Linked DNA regions of Arachis hypogaea: region 2 is linked to region 1. A link is a contact called in public Hi-C data. All regions are on one chromosome and are shown on one strand. The core of a region is the stretch at or near the end of the contact, and the rest is flanking DNA. Distances in the headings are between cores, read along the strand shown.

Region 1 (6,322 bases), core at 1,107-3,606:
GCACCTGGATATAAAAAATACATTGATCAAGTCAAAGTCAATTCCAATTAGAAGTTTCATGTGTTTGTTCACAATCACAGGTATTTTAGAACGTGGTGGAGAAAAATTGTTTCTTGTCTTGAATAAGCACCAATCTGAATGAAGAACATGGAGTACAATAATTTCCAAGGTGTTAGAACAACCTCTCGTGATAGCAGCGTAGGTCTTGTTTGCCACTATCAGTTCGAAAATGGTTCATCTCAGTTTCTCTTTTTGGATGATGCTGAGAATGGTGCTGTCCTTAACCATTCCCTCAGCTTCTTCACTGAAAATTTTGTGCAATCACTTGCTTCTAGCAATGGTTTGATCCTCTTGTCTGGCTATAGTGTTGATCAACCCTGCTATTATGTCTTCAATTCCCACACCAAGAACTCTCACATGATTCCTCAGGCTAGCACCCTTGGCCGCATCATTCGAATCGGGTTAGCCTATGATGGTTCCCAATTTGAGGTTGTGATTGTTGAAGCAGGATCTTCATCCGAATCTAACGGACTAGAACTGCATATCTTCTCTTCTGGCACTGGAAGTTGGAGTAGGAAACACCTCACCGATTTGACTTTGCCATCTTTGCCAGAATTCGAGTTTCAAGAGCTTGGCACGCCTCCTCTTTACTCAAACGGAGCAATCCATTGGGAAATAGCAGGTATTTGCTTGTGTACCAAGTCAAAGGTAGCCGTTGTGAGCTATTTGAACTGCCAAATTTGTTTGATGATTGGTCTTGGCAATCAACAATGACTTACCGTCGTTCTTTATGCGAATCGGGTGGTCGAGTGTACTATTGTTACACCGATTTTGATGGCTTCCACATTTGGGATCTTCTCAAGGAAGATGATATTCTTGGAACATACTATGCTTGCATTGATTCCAAAAGGTTTAGATGGAGACTAGTCCAAAGCATCATGCATGAAGTATTTATCTCAAAGTACCAATTTTTTTATGGCAGATTCATTGATTGGGAACCTTACAAGATTTCACCAATTGGTTATAGTGAACAAGCACGGAGCATATATTTGCAGATTCCAGGAACTGTTGTTTCTTACAATTTTGATACAGGAATTATGAGAACAATCTGCAACTACTCATATGCAGGAATTAACTTCAATTGCTGCAAATTCCTTCCTTTAATTGCTTCTGGGGTTACCAATGGTACAAGAGAAGTGGACTTGCTGCCTAAGGAACAAATGGAGCTGAATCTTCCAATAGCAGAGATGGAGACGTTATCTCTTTGAGATTCTGTATAGTGTATAGAGAATTAAAGATTATGGTTATTCTGATGTCAATAAATACTGTATTTACTGTTAGGATTAGTTTTCTTAGTGTCTGATAGATAATTAATTAGTGGATATTTTAGAGTGAAATATTTAAGTATGCATTTTTTATATCCTTTTGGTTGTACTAAAACTTTTTTTTTATCTTTTTACTTATATTTCTTAGATTTCATTCAGGTTGAATAGTCATTATTCAAGTTTTATTGTTAAAAGTTTAATTTAATTCATTTAAATAGACTGAAATTTCATACAGTAGATAAGAATCTCTTTATAAAAACTTTTACATTCCGAAAAAGTACTCAAACCTTTTGGTTAATCATTTGCATCCAGTTTCATTAGGTCATCAGGCGCTTTGTCTTTTTCTTTAGGACATCAAGCATTTCCGATCCTTCTTAAATGTTTAGATAAGAGAGTTGAATTTTCTTTTTTGGTATTACAAAAGAGTTAAATGTTACTAGTCAAAGGCTTTATTAAAAATATTTTTGAATGTTATTAATCAAAGGCTTAAGTACAAACATTTTTCCTGTTTTTTACTGTATCTTTTAATTTAGCAGGATAAAAAATAATCTGTTTTTCTAAATTCGGGTGTATTTGTTGTTAAGTATACATAATGACCAGTAGACCAAAGCCTTACATGTGATCAATCTAAGTTTTTTTTTTTTGGTCAGGGTCCAGGCTAACAGATAAGCCCAGACCACAAAAAAGAAATCGGAAACCCCCAACCCTATGACCCGACCCGGAACTGGACCCGGCACTGGATGCATTCTCCTTCCCCAATCTGCAACCGCTGCTCCTTTCCACGCATTGATCAATCTAAGTTGGTGCAAACATTATTTTTTAAAAGGGCCAGATATTCGACCTGATGGACCATTTACCAGGCCTTAACTGTTTTTGGTAATCCAAAAATCCAAAGTCAAGTTAAAATGTAGGCCTCAGACGGCAAACATGGTTCCTTTTTAATTTGATGGGTCGCACTACTTCAAACTTTCACTTTCTTCAGTTCAAGAAAAAAAAAATGAGATCCTTTGTACGAAGACGAGCCATGGCCGAAAGAAAGAAAAAGAAGAGAAGCGCAGCTGAGACTTGGACAAATGGCAGAGATGAACCAGGGTTGGAGTGAAGGATATAGAACCCATGTGGTAGTAGTGTGTGTTAGGGGTGTTCAAAAACTCATCCGATTCAAACACTATGTTTACTTGCGGTGCGGTTTGGATTGGATGATATTTTAAAAAAAATGGATCCGATCCGATCCAATTTCGAGTGGTTTGGATTGGATTGGATTTGCGATTTTGTAAATTAAAAAAATTAAATATATATAACAAGTCTTAACATCAAATTTCAAATAACCAACAATGACATAGCAAGTCTTAACAATATCTTAAAAAACCAACGATAACATAAGAATAAAAATAAAATTATAGGTTAGTTAAAATAAATAAATAAATCACATTTTGAACATAAAACATCTATTAAATAATAATAATACATGAAAAATATAAAAATATATAACAAAGTGAATATGTTATAAGTATAATTGTAAACATAATAATAAAATAATAATATTATAATACATTGTGCGGTTTGGATTGAATTGGATCGGTTGTGAAAAGTAGATCAGAAATCTGATCCGATCCGATCCAGCGGTTTACAAAAAATAAGATCCAATCAAATCCGAATTAGTGCGGTTTTAATCGGTTTTCGATTTGGATTGGATTGAATGAGTGGTTTAATTTGGATCGATTTGAATTTGAACACCCCTAGTGTGTGTGTGTTTTATGTAAAGGACAAAAAAAAAAAAAAGGAAAACAATATCTATATACCAATACTAGAAAAGAAATAATATAATTTATATAAAAAATATCATATTTATAGTTTTATAAAATAAATAATTACTAAATTATATATTGTTCTGGTAAGGATATTCTTCTCTGCGCTATACATCGGATCCTGGATGTTGACGGCAAGAGATGACTTTGCTCGTCGTTTGAAGTATCCTCCTTGAACTTGGACCCAAGCGTGGTACCTGCAAAAAGGACTCCGACGGTCAAGTCAGTAGAAAATCTCTTAACTTATGTATATAATCGAGTTGCTATTGTATGACTTGTCTGTTAGACTATTGATGTTGCTGCCGTTTTATAGGCTTTTAGTGTTTGAACTGTTCAGTGGCTTGTCGAGCGGATCTCAGCCCCAGCCGAGATTCTTGGGGAGTACTGTTTACGTGATAAGGTCATGTTTATCTGCAATTTCGAATTTTCTGACGTGGCCGAGGTATAAGTCGTTACTTCCGAGTTATATGGTACGATACATAACCCCCGAACTTGACTTGCCTATCTATTTATTAGCAAGTTGAGCTTTTATACGACTTATATCTCGTTTTGCCCTGCTGAACCTAGTAGCCCCCAAGCTTAACGATGCGTTTCCAAGCTTGCGCTATTAAAAAATTAAAAAATGAAGAAATGATAAAAAATAAAAATAAGTGATAATTAATTTTAGTTTCAAAAAATTAAAAAATGAAGAAATGTTCTTTAAAGACTTTGTCCATTAACCTTTGATAGGTTGTCCCTACATTTTTTAGCCCAAAGGGCATTACCTTGTAACAAAAGTTGCCTTGATCGGTCACGAATGCTATTTTCTCCTCATCGTCTGGGTGCATGAGTATCTGGTTGTACACTGAATAGGCGTCATGAAGCTAAGTACCTGGAATCCTGAGGTGTCGTCCACCAATCTGTCAATGCTCGGAAGTGGATAGCAGTCCTTGAGACATGCTTTATTTAGGTCGGTGAAATCTACGCACATGCGCCATTTTCCCAAACTCTTTCTCACCATCACTACATTGGCTAACCATGAGGAGAACCGAAGTTCCCGGATGAATCCTGCATCCAGTAGTTTCTGGTTTCTACTTTTGCTGCTTTTTTCCTTTCTGACCCCAAGTTTCTTTTCTTTTGTCTTGTAGGTCGGACGTTAGGATTGACTGCCAGTTTGTGACATATAAAATTCGGATCAATTCCTGACATATCTGCTGGTGTCCATGCAAAAAGGTCGGCTTTGGCCTTCAATATTTCGATAAGACCTTCTTTGTTTCCTGCAAGGAAAGCAGATCTGATGTTAGTAAATTGATCGTCTCGACCTAACTGTACCTTTTCTAGGTCGTCCACAGGTGTAGGACAACTGTTGTTACTTTTGGGGTCCAGTTCGGCCAAAGTAGGAATGCTTTCTAAATTGTACACCGAATGAACCCGAGGTATGTTCTTCTTTTTTGTTGCTTTTAGGCCCGCGTTGTAGCATTGCCTAGCCTCTTTATGATCGGCATACACTGTTCCTACCATGTTGTCCTGGAAAGGAAATTTTACACAAAGATGGACCGTCGAAACGATGACGCCAAAGGCATTAAGTGATGGTTGTCCTAGAATAATGTTATAAGGACTAACACAATTGACTACTAGAAATTAAATGTCTAAAGTTTTGGAGCTCAGAGGCTCCCCTAGTGTTGTTCTTAGCCAAACATAACCTGATACCGGTACCCTTTTCCCGGAGAACCCTACCAATTCCCCGGGTGAGGGTTGCAAATTTGCAATGCGTTGTCACTGAGGTGCATCTTTTGGAATGTTGAGTAGAATAGGACGTCAGCACTGCTCCCTAGATCTAGCAGGACCTTCTTTACTTTCAATTCTCCCATATGGACTGAAATTATGACCAGGTCATCTAAGTTCGGACAAGATGATTTGAAGTTGGCCGTGCTAAAGGCAATACGGGAAGTTGGGGCCGAAGTGTGTAGACCTGGACGAGATCCTTCCATCGTCATCATGGCTCAGTAATTTCTTTTCCTATCCGAGGTAGTTGCTCTGCCACCTGCAAAGCCACCTGAAATGTAATTTATTATTCCCTTAGAGGGAGGTGTCTCCACCGACCTATGCCATGGTTCTTTTTCCTTCTTTGTGTCTCTTGTTGCTTCCTTTTGTTTCCTAGAGGTAATGTATTTGTCTAGGAGGCTTTGCCTTGCCAATCTTTCCAACAAGTCTTTGGCCACTACACACTCGTCTGTAGTATGGCCAAATTTTTGGTAGAAGGCGCAGTGTTTGCTTCTATCTACATATTTCTGATCCTGGTATGAACCTGCTCTACTCGGCTGTTTTATCAGCTTGTTGTGCAGGATTTCTTTAATTATGTCTTCTCTTTTTGTGTTGAACTTGGTGTATGAATCAAACTTTGGTGCTAGCTTGAATGATTTCTTGAAATCTTTGTTTTGGGGTCGGTGAGACTTTTCTTCTTCTCTTCTAGGTGGCTTTTCGCTCTTCCAAGCTTCTCTTAATTCTTCGATTTCTATTTGCCCTGTTGCTTTTTCTCGGAACTCTTCTAGTGTCTTTGGTTTTGCCACTGCTATCGCTTCTTGGAATTTTCCGGGCCGAAGTCCACTCTTTATGGCGTGTAGCTGTACTTCTGAATTAAGGTCAGGGGTCTCCATGGCTGCTTCTGTAAAATGCGTCATGTACTCCTTTAAGCTTTCATGTTGTCCCTGCTTGATTGTGCTGAGATGGTCGGAATCTCTTACATAGATTTTGGAAGCTACAAAATGGTTAATAAATAGCTTTGCAAATTCGTCAAAGCTCGAAATGGAACCTGCGGGTAAATTAGAGAACCACAATAACGCGGCACCGCCTAAAAAGGTAGGAAATGACCGGCACAAGATGGGATCGGAGTCACTGTTAAGAAACATCATAGACTCGAATTTTGTAACATGAATTTTAGGGTCTCCGATCCCCTTGTACGGCGCCAATGTCATTGGAAGAGTAAAATTTTTAGGCATTTCAAAATCCATAATTTCTTTGGAAAAAGGTCCTATTCGTCGTCTTTCCCCTTTCGGAGGCGTTTCCCCTATTTTCGCATTCGATTCTGCTTGGTGGTCTCCATGGGGATTGTTGTTGGCCTTCTTTTTGTCATTCTCCTCATCATCGTTGTTTTGCCTTGTCGCCAGTAACTCGGCCATACATTGATTCTCTGCTAACAAGGTTGCGTTA
Region 2 (6,322 bases), core at 983-3,482, 89 kb after region 1:
CATGTAAAACATAGAGGCAGTATAATTGTTAGAAGCAAATTATCAATCCTCTGAAATAAACCAAAGGACACAATCATGCTGGTAGATTTGATATACTCATTTAAGGAAAATATGAAGTTGACCCATCATACTGATCTTCAATATTTTGCACAAATTAAGCTCCTACAAACATATGCTCATACATGCACAAACTTCCAAATATAAACAACCAAGATTTACAACCATATACTTTACCAAATTTCACAAGCCTTGTAATGAAATCTATTAAATAACCTCTGATCAGTCATTAGTTTCAAATTAAGGTATGGCATAGACCTCAATCACTATTATGCTACAACGTTTTGTGTAAACTTTGGGTCAAAAAGAAACAAACAGGTTTCCTATTAAGAAGCATCATGCATATAATAATGTCTAAAAGGCAAGATGCAATCTCATGGCAAGGATTGTTCTGGAAACTATGGAAATACTGTAAAACAGCATTTGACTATGTATACACCAAACACATACAATCCAGAGTCAGAATGTTTTCAAACTTACTATTATTTTTCAGGGGAATGTAAAGATATAAGGATAATCATATTTTAGACACTTTAAACCTCAATCCAAAAACACATTTCCAGCATCTAACAAATACAACAGAAAGGGCATCTTGATCACCTAATTGAGCACAACAAAGTTGTGATTTGAGACCTACCATGCATTATAAGCAAGAAAGAAGTATCAGCACAAAATTACAAGCCAGAAAAAGCTAATTGATGTAGACCAAATATTAACAACTTAAATAGGTATTCAAAAGGGTATTATACCGGGGTAGTAATGTCATAGACAATGATAGCAGCAGCAGCACCTCTGTAGTACATGGGTGCCAAGCTATGGTATCTCTCTTGCCCAGCTGTGTCCCAAATCTCGAATTTCACTGTCGCATCATTGACAGCCAATGTCTGAGAAAAGAACGCTGCACCTATAGTTGATTCCTGTGACAATAATAAAACCACAAAAATTCAGTATGATGATCCCCACCTTCTGTACATTCAAGCCTTGTCACAAAATCAAAGCTCCTAAAACCATCAACATTGACACAATCACCAGGAGAAGATATCTTCTCTGAATCTCTCCCGTTCACATCCCAATTTTTAATTTCTTCTCGGCTACTATCTTCAGTTTCAAAAAGATAGCAAATTGGTCTCAGTAGCCACCAACTATCATAACCTTCGTGATCAGATTGAGCTTCAGCTTTTCGCAACCAGCTGGAATTCCCATATATGATGTAGCTCCATCATAGTAGCCCCCCCGGGACCCAAAAAAAAAAAGATTTGATTCAAAACGAATAACCCACTTCTAATTTATCGAAACAAATGCCCGTGATCAACAAACCCAACAAACTTCAGCAAATAAAGCAAGGAAACCCTTAAAATTTTAGAACTTCCAACTCCAAAACGAGGAAATACAAAAAAGGGGTTTAAAAAACCTGAAATTCAAGAAATTGACCCTTGACGAAGCGCAAAACGAGACTGGATTTTCCGGCACCCATGTCCCCGAGGAGAACCTGATGACATATATATTAAGAATATTAAAAATACTAAACAATTAAATTAAAAGCAAGGGAATTATCGAACGGGAAAGAGATGGAGCGAAGAACGAAGGTGAAGGGTAAAGGACCGACCAATTTGGCATTGAGATTGTTGTGGCCGATCGTAGCCATTGGGATGAGAATTGGATCGATCGGCAAATCGGAGAGAAAAACCTACGACCCAATACCCAAAAGATTCGAGCTTTGTACTCCGCGAATACGCTGAGGATTTGGAATGATAAAAAAGAGACAAATAGAAAGAGAGAATGTCTCTTCCGCTGAATAATAATAAGTTTATTTGCTTTTCGCTTACGGTGGGTTGTTTCCTTCGTTGCTTGCTGCGTCGGCGTCCAAACGCTTTCGTTTTATTTGTTTTCTGTCGTTTGGCAGAATTCTTTTGGGCTTTAATTTTATTAAATAAAGAAAATTAATTTATTTTATTTACACGGTTGGTGTGGGACTGTAGGTTGATGGTGACATGCAAATTGCAAATGCAAAAATTGGTTTTGCTTATATATTGGGCAAGTCCATAAGGTACGTAACTACGTAAGAAACAACCAAAATTTCGATCCCTTTAGTGTTGCCTGTTATGTTCTTGTGGAGAATATATATAGGATTCTTTGACTGCTACCATCTTCCACCAATTTAATTTTATTTCAATTTGGATAGCAATAATGGCTATACTGCCACTGAAATATACCATTACTGTTTAGAAAAGAGACACAGATGGAAGTTTCAATGCACAGGCTTATATGCGACAGCTAAATCATACGCTTAAATACGAAGCCATAAGAGGCATAGTATCCGCTCCATTGAGCATATGTTTTGTGTTGTTGACCAGCTACCTCAAAGGAAGCTTCGTGGATGCGTCATGCATTGTGTGATTTGTAATTAAAGCGCTTCAAAAAATATTATTTTAAAAAATGTTAAGAGTTATCAAAATTTATTATTTTTACGTATCACTTAATTATTAACTTAATTTATTTAATTTAATTCTTAGTTTAGTAATCTAACAATATACTTTATTTCATATTTTATTCCTCTATTATTTTAATGTTATAAATACTATAAATTTAGTTTGCTTGCTAAATATTAATTTATAATTAAATTCGAGAGATGTATACGTAGCAATAATAAAAATAATAAGTGATGGATTTTAGACAGAATTCCAAATGACTACGACCACAAACCAAATAAGTACACAGAATTGATCCGGGAAGTGATAACTTAAAGGAATCCTTATGTTCAACAAACCAGGATAAGACGAAAGGGTGTTATCATACACAAGAAATGTTAATTTATTATTTTCAATTGGTCACAGATCACATCCTAGAAATCTGAAGAGGAATAGAAGTTTCAAGCATTTCATGCCTGAGAGAGACAAGAGGGATCTTTTCCAATTGGCCTTGTTTCTCCAAAATGTGTGTCTGGCAATTCTCAGCGGCCATAACACCAGCAGAGTAAGCTCCATGCACTGATCCCTGATTATCCAAGCTCACAGCTTCACCACCAAAGAATAGATTACCTAATGGTGCACGAAGCTTGTCATACACGTCAGTTGGCTTTCCAACTAAATCATATGAGTAGCAACCAAGAGAGTTTGGATCTGTTCCCCAACGTGACACGAGATACTGAACCTGCAATCATCCAACAAAACAGTTTATCAGGCTCCCGCAATAGAGTGCAAAGAGGAGAGCATGTATGAGAACATGAGAAATGAACTTACTGGCTCACAAGCATCAGGGAACATATTCTTGAGCTGTTGCATTACAAACTCGGCAGCTGATTCATCAGAAAGTTTCTCCAGGTCATAAGCAAACCTGCCAGCCGCCATATAGACGAGAACGGGATGACCTGTTGCTTTGTGGAGATTGAGAAAATAGCCACAGGCATAAGAGGTTGGGGCAACAATGCCCAGGAGTTCTACATTAGGCCAAAACACCTTGTCGAATCTTAGGGCCACCTTATTTTCATTGCCCACTCCAAGATCCGAAATGGCTGAAACCTTCCAATCGGGCAGTTTTGGTTCAAATTCAATCAGATTGGCCTTTAGAATTCCAAGAGGAACGGTTATAATGGCAGCATCAGCAACAAAGTTCCTACCACCCTCGACCGTAACCATTACCTTATTGTAACCACTGGATATCTTGGTCACCCTACATAGTGAAGTTTGCATAAGGGTCAAAACTTTGTGTCTTATAGATGGTAAAACGGTCATTCTGCTACCGAATGCTACCAATGTCTCAGATTCAAAAGAAAATCATACAAGTCCCCAGATTACGTTGTCACATGTCTAAAAAGAGCTAGCAAAAGGACTTGTGAAATATGTTGTAAAACAACATATTTCAAATTAGCAGAAAATCTAATTCTAGAACCAAGTTAGAGCGCGCGGAAAAAATCCACTTTACTTTTTGTATCAAAGTAGCAACATATTCAAATTTTCCATTGCCTAATATTTCTCCAAGTCAAAAAACATTTTTCTTCTCTCCCTACTTATTGCAAGTCCTGTCATGGAATCATGAAAAAATGGGATTTGTATGCATACCTGTGGTTTAAGCGTATATCAATATCTTTTGCAAGAGATTTTATAATAGGGTCATATCCTTGCACCATAAGTCCATGGCCACCGGTTAGGACATGTTCCTATAATCAGAAAAATAAAATGTAACCAAGTAAGCATATTTGGATATTAGTTAGTATTAAGTTGATCTTTGCATTCAGATAGAATATAAAAACAACCAATGCACATTATATAATGATCGGTCTGAAACAATCTATGTCAATTTTACAAAAATTTGACATTTTTAGGCTTCTACTATCAAACTCAACTCACAGAACTCCATCATATATTCAATAATAATCTAATCCAATCTAATCAAAGGCAGGTGGCAAACTAACTTTACGAAAAAAAGATATTTTTTATCCTTCAACTAATATTAATATACGATGGCACTTACTTGGTCCCAGGTTTTCAGTGATATCATATCCGCATCAGCAGCAAACCAAGCTTCCATTCTGCATATAAACCATTGCAGCACTTCATGGGCAAGTCCTTGTTGCCTGCAAAAAGCTTTGCCAGTTACTTTCATATAACTTCAAGTTTCAAACTCATAGCCATAGATAATATTATTATACTAAAAAGTACCTTAGTTCTGGATGTCTGTCTAACACAATTGAAATTGCTTGGGAAACTGACATGTCATCAGGATTTTCATCTCTCACTTTCCCTGTCTGTTATCACAAGCAAAGAAACAATTAGGCTCCAGCTAAAGATACTCACAATCACATTCTTTACTGAAAAACCAAAAACCATATTAAGGAAAGTGGAAAAATCAACCTCTTCTAGTATTCTCTTAAAGGTGTCTCCGACTTCAATAACTGTCTGTTGTGGAACTTGATGACCATTGATGTTGAACAGCATATAACTGGAAACGCAATGAGTTTGCTGATTAGCATGAAGTACTAGTAGTATAATATAGCCTCTACAAACAAAGAAAATATGATGGCATACATATTTATTCATTTGGCAAATTTATCACATTTATTTATATGTTATCGTGTAGATTCACTTAAAATACTATTTCTTTTTATTCTAAAAATTGCAAAAAATTCCATTCCAAACCTTAAAATGCATCAACCTCAAAAATGATGGATGATCGTTACCTTTCCAAATCATGGTCATATAAGACAGAGTTGTCACCACTGGTTCGGTATAAAGTAAGGCCCAGACCACGTATCAATGGAGCCAAGGGATTCTCATTGCAAACTCCATGCAACCTGGAACATAGCACACAGATCAAAAGGCCATGAATATTATTATTGCGCACAAAACACTCTATACAACAGAGAGACAATTCACTGGAAAAAGTTGTACCATGAGGCACCCATATCAACTGGACAACCAAATGAGTAGTCAGTATGAATCCGGCCTCCAACTCTGTCCCGTGACTCGAGTACGGTTACCTGGCGAAATCATGAAAATATGTTAAAATAGAAAGCAAGAAGAATTATTTTCTAACCTAAAGAGATAGAAAGAATGAATAAGGAGAAAAGCAAATCATAATTATATATGACACCTTAAAAGATGCATCATAGAGACTACGTGCAGCAGCAACCCCTGATATCCCAGCACCAATTACAATAACAGAGGGGCGAGATCTGTGTTGCCTCTCAATGCGGGAGGCAATGGTACCTGATCATTGGACACAAAAATTCAGAATGAGAAAAATATAGAAAAATAAATGAAGAAATAAACACAATGCACTAAACAAATCATGTGATCCAAAATGTTTCTCACTTTTTCCAATTCATGAGAGCATAAAATCGATAATGAACAAAACAGTAAAATAACAATTCCCATCCATCCCATTGTAAACAATAATATCCCATTACGTTTTGTAGCTCAACTAAGACCATAATTATTCCTAAACCATTGTTTAAAGACAGATAGATCTTATCACAAGATTCTAGATAATAGTTACTAAAAAAGGTCCTCAATTCATACACAACACATTCTGATGATATCAACACATAAACAAAACCAGCCAGGCCCTTGAATCAACCAGTAGGATCAAAAGCCAAAATTCCAAACTTTTCAAACAAACATTATTATCATCAGGAAATAGGCAGGCAACTGAGCTTATAAGCCAATGAAAAGAAAATCCAAACTTTACAAAGTTAAAATAATAAAATAAAAAATATATATTAAGAGAACTAACCATCAATCAAATTGGTGGAAAATAAGTCCTCAGG

What was found. Hi-C and Micro-C count contacts between places; a contact is called where the count stands out from the background.
Region 2: a contact with region 1 is called in a Hi-C map of an unstated tissue, with 5 times the contacts expected there. The contact joins the promoter of LOC112733790 here to the enhancer-like site in region 1. A contact is called at or near these places in 4 of 8 Hi-C or Micro-C datasets (leaf and an unstated tissue).

Annotation. Positions count from the first base shown.
Region 1 is chr13:133,952,660-133,958,981 of arahy.Tifrunner.gnm2.J5K5, forward strand. It overlaps LOC112733780 (a long non-coding RNA gene), which reads left to right. Exons shown (of 2, transcript XR_011870027.1): 2 at 81-1,562. Among protein-coding and RNA genes, the nearest start is that of LOC112733780, 3.5 kb to the left of the region's middle. Within about 2 kb of position 2,357, at least 2 of the 3 cell types and tissues checked have open chromatin away from gene starts, as enhancers often do.
Region 2 is chr13:134,042,049-134,048,370 of arahy.Tifrunner.gnm2.J5K5, forward strand. LOC112733790 (ras-related protein RHN1) reads right to left here and starts at 2,233. Exons shown (of 7, transcript XM_025782876.3): 1 at 1,664-2,233; 2 at 1,469-1,546; 3 at 807-974. The coding sequence starts at 1,702. LOC112733789 (probable polyamine oxidase 4) reads right to left here. Exons shown (of 10, transcript XM_025782875.3): 1 at 6,289-6,322; 2 at 5,647-5,762; 3 at 5,445-5,533; 4 at 5,234-5,347; 5 at 4,908-4,995; 6 at 4,716-4,801; 7 at 4,528-4,630; 8 at 4,116-4,213; 9 at 3,297-3,726; 10 at 2,725-3,207. The coding sequence ends at 2,893.